Linked DNA regions of Sus scrofa: all the other regions are linked to region 2. Evidence: chromatin contacts called from public HiChIP or PLAC-seq data. All regions are on one chromosome and are shown on one strand. The core of a region is the stretch at or near the end of the contact, and the rest is flanking DNA. Distances in the headings are between cores, read along the strand shown. Region 1 holds the start of MFSD3 (major facilitator superfamily domain-containing protein 3). Region 2 holds the start of ZNF7 (zinc finger protein 7). Region 3 holds the start of KIFC2 (kinesin-like protein KIFC2).

Region 1 (2,787 bases), core at 109-2,608, 140 kb before region 2:
GGGTGAGTAGCAGGAAACGGGGGACCATGGAGTTCCCATCATGGCTGAATGGTAACAAACCTGACTAGTATCCATGAGGACGTGAGTTCAATCCCTGGCCTCACTCAGTGGGTTAAGGATTCGGAGTTGTCCGTGAGCTGTGGCATAGGTGGCGGATGCGGCTTGGATCTGGTGTTGCTGTGGCTGTGGTGTAGGCCAGCAACCGTAGCTCTGATTCAAACCCTAGCTGGGAACTGGTGTGGGTGCCGCCCTCAAAAGACAAGCAAATGAACAGAAAAACTCAAGGGGTCGTGAGGGCTCAAAGAGGGAGTCTTGGTTTTCCTAACTGGGCAAATGGCAGTGGTGCGCTTGTGGGACCGCAGGAGGAGCAGCGGTGCCAAGAGCAGGGACAGGAGGAAGAGCAAGCCCAGCTCCTTTGCCATGTGGTGGTCCCAGTGTGGTGTGCGTGACGTCCCTGTGCTAACACAGTCCGTGGCTGGGAAGCCATGAGGGGGCAGCCCCTCCCAAGCTGGAGCACTGGAGGGCCGGTTTGGGGGAGGAGAACACCTTAGATGCTTAGGAGGAGGTGCCCTGTGGAGCGCTGGGCCGGGGGACACCTGGACAGCCAGGTGCGGGGGCGACCTTGTGTCCTTGAACCTGGAACACGGGGATGAGCAGGCCAGACACCGCCGTGGATCCCTGTCCAAACGGGCCTCTGTGGTGGGCATTGCAGTCCCCATTTTATAGGTGAGGAAACCTGGGCCCCCCACCTATGCAGAAATGACAAGAAACTCAAAGTGGCCTCAGCAGGGGAAGGAGTGTGTTGGATCAAGTGCCTGTGTGTTGGTCTAGGGGGTGGGCCAGCTTCATGGAGCCACAGGCTCCGAGACAGTACTGGCCAAAGCTCCAGCTCTGCCCATGCTTCACTACCTCCTCTGGTCCTCAGGCACCCCACATGGCACAGCTCTGGGCAGGAACGGCTGTGTGAGACCGCTCACGAAGCTCACGTTTCCCCTCAGATTGGCCTCTCCCTCAGCCAAGGTTGGCTGGAGCCAAGCTGGCCCCACATAGGCTCTCCTGGCCTTGTCACTGGACACTAGAGGGCGATTCCGGCAGCAGCTGGCTGCATCCTGTGCTGAACTGCGGCTCAGACTTCTCCCAAGAACTTCCTCCCTTTCACCACCTTCTGCAGGCTGGGGAGGGCACTGAAACCAGCGGGTGAGGGGTCCAACAGCAGAAGCACAAGAAGGTAGTGGCCTTAAGAGGCCAACTCCTCTGCAGGCGCCACTGAGCGACCCAGTGGACACTGCAGCCACCAGGCTCCAGGTGAGACACTAGGAGGCACTTTCTGGGTCCAGCCAGTCTTGGGACTGGATCTGTTAACTCTGCGAGGCACCTGGCTGGGCCGCGGGTTTCGAGGCTTCTCACCCTGGAAGCTGGTGCCCCTGGCGCCAAAGCTGACCCCGGCCGCCGCCAGGTTGACCACCGGGGGCGCCCGAGGGCGGCTGGCACTCTAGCCCGCTCGCGCCCTCTATGGCCACCGCGTCTCTCCGCGGCGCCTGCGCGGCCCGGTCCCGAGCCGGGCGGCGAGCACCGCCGTGGCCGACTCGCGGTCCTTCCGCGTACTGACGCCCCCGAGGACGCCAGCGCGCAGGTGCCGACGCCAGCCTTAAAAAAAATCTTGGCCAGACCCCACGCCGAACCGCCCAGCCCCCTCTGATCCCACCGCGGCCGGGCCTGGAACCCAGCCCCAGCCACCAGAGCCTGGGCCCATGTCCCCGCTCTCCTGGCCATGCACGGGAAGCTGCTGGTGCTTGCCAGCCTCTACCTGGTGCAGGGCCTGCCCTATGGGCTGCAGTCTGGCCTTCTGCCGGTGCTGCTGCGGGCTCGCGGTCTGTCCCTGACACACGTGGGACTGGCCAAAGTGCTGTATGCACCGTGGTTGTTCAAGCTCGTGTGGGCCCCGCTGGTGGACGCTCGGGGCTCTCCGAGGGCCTGGCTGACGCTCAGCACAGCAGCTCTTGGCCTCTTGTGTGGGTTGCTGGCAGCTCTGCCTCCTGCTGAAGCTGGCCAGTCTGGGCTGCCTCTTACTGTGGCAGGGCTACTTCTGCTACTGAACTTGGCTGCAGCTGTACAGGATGTGGCCTTGGACACACTGGCGATGCAGCTCCTGGAGCCGGCAGAGCTGGGGCCGGGCAACACGGTGCAGGTGGTGGCTTACAAGCTGGGGGCGGTGCTGGCTGGGGGTGGACTGCTGACCCTCTTGCCCACCCTCTCCTGGCCCCTGCTCTTTCTGCTCCTGGCTGCCACCTATTGGCTGGCTGCTGCCCTGGCTTGGGCTGCACCGGCCCTGCAACAGCTTCCTGCGCCTCAGCCATCAGAACCCCGCCGACACACGCTGCACCTTCAGCAGCACTTGCTGGCCGTGCCTGGGACCCTGTGGATGGCAGGTTTTGTGCTCTCCTACAAGCTGGGTGAGTAGGGGCGGGAGCCTGGGGGAGCTCCAGGTGGGTCCCCATGACTATGGGGCCCATTTGTGGGACTGCCTTCCTTCTTTCTGGAGTACGACTTGCAGGCTGGAGCCCAGTGGCCTCGCTTCTTGTCCGGCAGGTCCAGCTCCACAGCTGTTGAGCTCCAGCCACACTGCCCCCTGCCAAAGCCTCTCTACTCCCTGCTGACCCTGAGCTCAGCCAATGCCCAGCCCCAGCTTCTGGCACCTGTAGCCTGAGGCAGAAGCAGGGTTGGGGAAGCACAATGGAGAGGGAAGCAGGCTGCCCCTGCTGATTTTCTCTTTGCAGGTGAGCAGGG
Region 2 (2,723 bases), core at 38-2,537:
AGGTGCTCAACTAAGCAGTGAAGAAGGACTCTGCCTTCATGAAACAGTCTAGTGGAGGAAAGACTTAAATGACCACTCCACCAAACACCAAGTTACACCTGTGATAACAGCACCGAAGTACAAGGAGCCCTGAAAGCATTTAAACTTGGAAACTCCAACTTCGTCTGATGGGTCACCTCCCTTGGCACTAATGCAGCCAAGATAATGGAGATGAAAAGGCCACTTAGGGCAGCAGGAACGGCACATGCAAAGGGCATGAGGCAGGAAGGAAGAGGGCTAATGAGCCGGGGCGGGGGGGGGGGGGGGGGGCTGGATCACAGGCATCAAGAGGAAGCAGGAAGGACAAGAACCAGGAGGATAAAGAGGCTGTCCCCACCCAACAACTTGGCCCCTCCCCAGGGAGGTCAGAATGAAAAGCGGGGTTCCTAGGTGAGCGTTTGGCTCAAAAAGTGGCTTGAGGGGGAGTGCCCTAGTGGCCTAGTGGTTAGCACTATGGCCCAGGCTCAACCCCTGGTCTGGGAACTGAGATCCCCACCTCAAGCTGCTGGTCACCACGTCCAAAAAAACCCCAAAACAAACAAACAAAACTACTTGAGGGCAGAAACCCCAGGCCGTGAGCACAGCGAGGGTGACCCAGTCAGCAGTGACCACTGCCAGGTGGGTGCCCATCTCGGCCTGGCCAGGAGACATGTGGCTGCCAGTGCTAGTTTCTGGGTCCCTTGCAGAGAAATGCAGGCCTCGAGCAGCAGCCAGAATTCTGAGAAGGTAAACAGCCTACCCCACCCACGGCACAGCCGTTTTGCCACTAGGTCTTCGAGGGGCGGAATAAAAAGCTCCTAGAGGGGAGTGGTTGTGCAGGAAGAAGCTGAGAGCCCCTTGGAGCACGCAGAGACCTGGCGGGAAGGTGACGAGGCTGCCACGAGGCCGGATCCGCGGGACTCCACCTTCCGCCTCCACCGGCCTCGGCCAAGGCTCGACCACCGCCCTGCCAGTCGCCCACGGACTCTGCAAGACGCCCGCGCGACCCGTGCTTCTTTGCGGACAGGCCCGCGGAGCGAAAGGCCCGCAGTGTCGGAGGCGGGACGGCGCGGGGCCCTCCGGCAGCCACCCCGCCCGCGGGCGTGGAGCACGTGGGCCGCCCGGACCCTCACCCACGTCCGTCGCACCGACTCACCCTCCCCAGGGCCGCCCGAGGCTCTACGAGCGCGACGACGCCGGAAACGGGCCTCGGGCGCCCGCTCTCTCGCACAACTTCCGGCCGTTCTGGGCAGCTCGGAGGCTCGGGCGACTCGGTGGTTCCCAGCCCCGCCTCCCGGGAGCCAGAGCAGGGGCGGGGCCAGGTCGCGGGAAAGGACGCAGCTCCGAGAGGGCGGGGCCGTAGCCCGGTAAGGGGCGGGGTCACAGCGAGACGGGCGGTGGGGCGGAGCCGAGGCCCAGGAACGGAGGTGGAGGAGCAGACCCGGGCGACGCGGCCCGCGAGCGAGAGGGTCGTCCGGGTCAGTCCAGCGCAACTCGGGTCACCAGTCCCAGGGCCCTGGTCCCCTTATTGGATCTATGTCTGGGTTTGCTGAAGCACCCGCTGGGCCCAGGACTGCAGAGACGCCCCTACCCAGGCTGTGCCCCGGGTGGAGGGGGACAGGGGGAACGGCTTCATCGCGGGGTTCGGGGCAGGACAGCTCAGGACCTGCGGAGATACTGGATGGTGTAGGATCCCAGGCCAAAGGTGGCGCACCCTGAGATCAGGTCAGACTTTTTCCTCCCTGCGCCCCACCCATCCCCAGCTTCTTGTGGACCCCGGAGCCGTCTGTTCTGGGAGTTCTTCCAAACCCACTCTCTGTGCTGTATGTGGGGGCAGCGGTCACCTCAGCTTCCTTGGGACTGACCGGAGCCTCCCCCTCAGCAGCCCAGCTCCCTGCAGCCTTGAGGAGGGCGCTGCCTGCGTCTTTGGGAGCCTCAGCTTCCCCTCCGGTTCCGGGCCTTGGAGTGCTGGTCTGCAGCTGCGGCCTGACTCTGTGCCCGGCCTGACCCTCGTTCACACTGCACACCCCTGGAGGCAGGACAGAAAGTGTGCACAGCGAAGACCCTGACACCCTACTGGTTGATGATCCAAATCCCGAGGTCCCTCTCAGAGTCCGGTGAGATCCAGAGCCAGCTAGAGGAAGAAAGTGGCCGCGTCAGCTCCCGAAAGGCCGTCTGGGTGAGGTTGAAAGGAAAAGCCAACAGGAGTTCCCATCGTGGGGCTTCGGAAACAATCCGACCAGGAACCATGAGGTTGCGGTTTCCATCCCTGGCCTGGCTCAGTGGATTAAGGATCCGGTGTCTCTGTGGCTATGGTGTAGGCCGGCAGCCGTAGCTCCCATTCGACCAGCAGGCTCTCGGGTCCACCTCCTCTCCCCGTGGTCCTGTGCTGCCTCTTCCTACCCTGCTCCTCAGCAGCTCAGTGCAACTCTCCTGTCCCCCGCATCCTCCCTGGTCGCACGCAGAGAGCATCTGTGCAAAGACAACAGACGCGTGAGTGGACAATGGGAAAGGAGAGGGACATGCCTGCTTCCCAGCTGCCCTCCAGGTCCTAAGCCCCAGCCAAGGGCTTGCGGGTACACTGTGCACCCTAGTGGTTCTGACCTGCGGGAGCCTTTCACCCAGAGGTCTTCCTGCAAACCTGGACCCCAGCCTGGTCCTCTCAAGGGAAGGGGGGCACTCCCAGGATGACACAGGGAGCAAGA
Region 3 (2,802 bases), core at 210-2,709, 170 kb before region 2:
GCATCACCCCCCCCCACATTCCATAAGTGTTGGTTGTGAAAACAGCCACGATGAGGATGGTCACCGCAACCACCAGCACCACCGCCTGGCCAGCCACAGAGCGGCCCTCGGCACCAAGGTGGTCACCAGCCACTGCCAGCACCATGCCTCCTCCTAGAAGCAGATTGGCAGAAGAGCAGTCCCCATTCATCCAGTGGAAATCAAAGGCCAGAAGGGGCAGGCCAATGACAGTGGCCACCCAGGCTCCAGCAAGACAGTCTTCATCTGTGCGGAGCCCTGGGGCCAGCGTGGTGGCAGCGGCCAAGGCCTGGAGCAGGAAGCCAGCAGCGGCCCCTCGACTTGCCTGTCAACACAGGGAAGGGGGGAGATGTAGGGAAAAGAGGCCAGGACCTTCCTTTAAGCAGGGAAGGGTTTGGGGTACTCACAGAAGCCCGGCCTCCATGCTTACCTCCCACCACCCTCTCGCTGATTCAGGAAACTGGCTAGGTCTTTTGGGTTTGGGAGTGGGCTATGCCCCTGCCCCGCCCCAGGGTACTCACCTGGGCAGTGCTCACCGCCGCATGCAGAGACACCGTTCCCAGTACCAGGTGGGACAGGGAAGCGCTCCACTCGCTCCATGGCCTGGAGGCCATGGCACCTCTGGCGGTAGTGAGTTTGAGGGGACAGGAAAAGGATCCTCAACTTTGGAGAAAAAGGTGGAGGCTGGCGACAGGGAGCCCCTAAGGGCGGCTCTCCGGGCCTCCCAGGTTCCAGAGTCCCATTACTAAACGGTAGAGTAGGCTCAACCGAAACTCCCGAGCCCTGAGGCCACTGGACACAACCGTGGGGAAGGAGAACCTACATCGGCTGGAAAAGAAGGGAAAACACGGAGCGGGGCCTGGACCGGGTGGGCGTTAGCTCTAGCGCCCTGGAACCCAAGTCGGGGCGCAGGGCCAGGGGTAGGGGCGCGGAGAGGGGCGCAGGGCGAGCGCAGACCCACTCGGCCCGGCCCCTGCGCCTAGGGAGGAGCCGTCCTCGGCACCCGGCGTGGAAACAGCAGCCGTGCGAGCACTCAGATCGCTGCGATGCGCGGCTGCGGCGCAGCGGCGACCAGCAGGCCGAAACCAGCCCACCGCACCGCCCTCCGACTCCCGTCCCGCCTACCGCGCGCGGCCTGCGGCCACCCCTTACCAACCAACGAGAGGAGAAGAGGCTAGAGCGGCGGCGGCGGGGGGAGGGGGGTGCGGGCCAGGGCGACGCGGGCGGGGAGGCGACCCGGTTGTAAGAGGTGGGCGGGGCTAGGAGGGCCGACGTCTCCTCGCTCCCCGCACGCAACCCCACCCGTCTGGGGAAGGGAGTGGCCTGAGGAAGGAGCCTCGAGGGGCGGGGCGGCGAAGGGGCGGGGTGCAGCGGAGGAAGGGACGAGGGGGAAGGGCCCCGAAGACGGAGCGGGGAGGGGCGGGGCCTCTCGGGGCGGGGCGACAAGGGAGGGGCGGGGCGACAAGGGAGGGGAGCGACCGAGGAAGAGGTTCGAGGGTAGGAAAGGTGGGACACCTGCGCGGGCGGAAGCCTCTCAGTGGATAGAGCCCTGGGGGCCCCTCGCAGAGGATTGGTAGGGATCCTAGAAGAGGGGATGAGGGGGCTATGGGTGCTCTCAGCCCGGGGTCTCCGCTACGTAGGGTGGCGGCCTCGAGGACACCTGTCTCTGGGCCCCTTTCCTCGGGCGCCGGTCCTCCGCCCGCGGGAGCCGGGCCGAGGGGGCGGCCGCCGGAGCATGCGCACCGGCTCTGCGGCGGGCGGGCGCGGAGTCGGGGCGCGGGGACGCGGGGCGGCGAGAAGCGGGGCCCTCTGCCGCCCCGCGCTCCCATGTACGCCTTCTACTCGCTGCTCATCTACATCTTCTACAGCCTCTTCCGCAGGGATGGCGGGGCGGCGGCGTCCGCCGATCCTGGGAACCCCGCCGGCGACCCCCGTCCTCCTGGGAACGGTTCTGCAGGCCTGCGCAGCGTAGGTTCCAGGGCGCTGACGCGGGGGAGGGACCATGTGGACGACCCTGTCTCTGATGTTGGAAGCTGAGATCCCTGCACCAACCCCTCGGGCTCAGTCCCCGAGGCAGGCAGCCGTAGGCCGCCTGGCCTCTCCTCAGGGGCTCCCCCTGCTCCCTCCCTAGAGTGTCCGCTGCAAGGCCGGGGGTCGCCGCCGCCCCGACCAGCCCACCGCAGAACTGTGGACCGAGCTGACCGGCCTGGTCGGTAGGTAATGGTGCGTTAGGAACGCTGCCTCCCCGGGGCCGTGAGGGAGTGACACCGTCGGAGAGATGCTGGGGCGCCTGTGACCCCTTTGGGAGGGAGGGACCTGGCAGGTACTAGCTGGTGGCCTAGCGTTTGACACGTGACCCAGGACGACTACCCATCCCACTACCTGGCCTCACAGGCTGCTCGGAGTCTGAGGGTGGCCCGGGAGGGGCAGCCGAAGGCGCTCCCGCCGAGGTCTCCCTGGAAGAGGCTCTCGTGCGCCTTGCTGAGTTCCTCTCAGTCCAGCTGGGGGCGGAAGAGAGCTTGGGGAATCCTCCAGACCTGAGCAAGGTAAGCAGAGCGGAGACTTCTCCTCCAGCGACCTGTGCTGTTTCCCCACTTCCTCTGATCTCCATTCATAGCGCTGCCTTCCGGGCCCTCATTCTTGCTCCCTCTGATTCGTGTTTCTTTCACAGCCGGCTGATGTTCCCCCACTGCTGACGGTGACTGGTCAGCTCTTGGCCCTCCTGGCATGGATTCGGAGCCCCAGGGGAAGGCAGGCCCTGCACCAGGGGACTCAGCCAGCCTC

Evidence for each region. HiChIP or PLAC-seq counts read pairs in DNA pulled down with a chosen protein or histone mark.
Region 1: a contact with region 2 is called in an H3K27ac HiChIP or PLAC-seq map of alveolar macrophages. The contact joins the promoter of MFSD3 here to the promoter of ZNF7 in region 2. A contact is called at or near these places in 1 of 47 Hi-C or Micro-C datasets (liver) and 1 of 2 datasets of contacts at active chromatin or transcription factors (alveolar macrophages).
Region 3: an H3K27ac HiChIP or PLAC-seq map of alveolar macrophages shows a contact between it and region 2. The contact joins the promoter of KIFC2 here to the promoter of ZNF7 in region 2. A contact is called at or near these places in 1 of 5 promoter capture datasets (liver), 2 of 47 Hi-C or Micro-C datasets (liver and subcutaneous adipose tissue) and 1 of 2 datasets of contacts at active chromatin or transcription factors (alveolar macrophages).

The regions. Positions count from the first base shown.
Region 1 is chr4:294,526-297,312 of Sscrofa11.1, reverse strand. MFSD3 (major facilitator superfamily domain-containing protein 3) reads left to right here and starts at 1,358. Exons shown (of 4, transcript XM_021090521.1): 1 at 1,358-2,453; 2 at 2,778-2,787. The coding sequence starts at 1,772.
Region 2 is chr4:157,781-160,503 of Sscrofa11.1, reverse strand. It overlaps ZNF7 (zinc finger protein 7), which reads right to left and starts at 1,287. Exons shown (of 5, transcript XM_013987971.2): 1 at 1,175-1,287. LOC110260418 (a long non-coding RNA gene) reads left to right here and starts at 1,363. Exons shown (of 2, transcript XR_002343668.1): 1 at 1,363-2,511.
Region 3 is chr4:330,878-333,679 of Sscrofa11.1, reverse strand. KIFC2 (kinesin-like protein KIFC2) reads left to right here and starts at 1,459. Exons shown (of 18, transcript XM_021090435.1): 1 at 1,459-1,524; 2 at 1,887-1,986; 3 at 2,150-2,231; 4 at 2,690-2,802. The coding sequence starts at 2,746. It overlaps LOC110255327 (cysteine and histidine-rich protein 1-like), which reads right to left and starts at 1,266. Exons shown (of 2, transcript XM_021090545.1): 1 at 540-1,266; 2 at 1-343. The coding sequence starts at 632.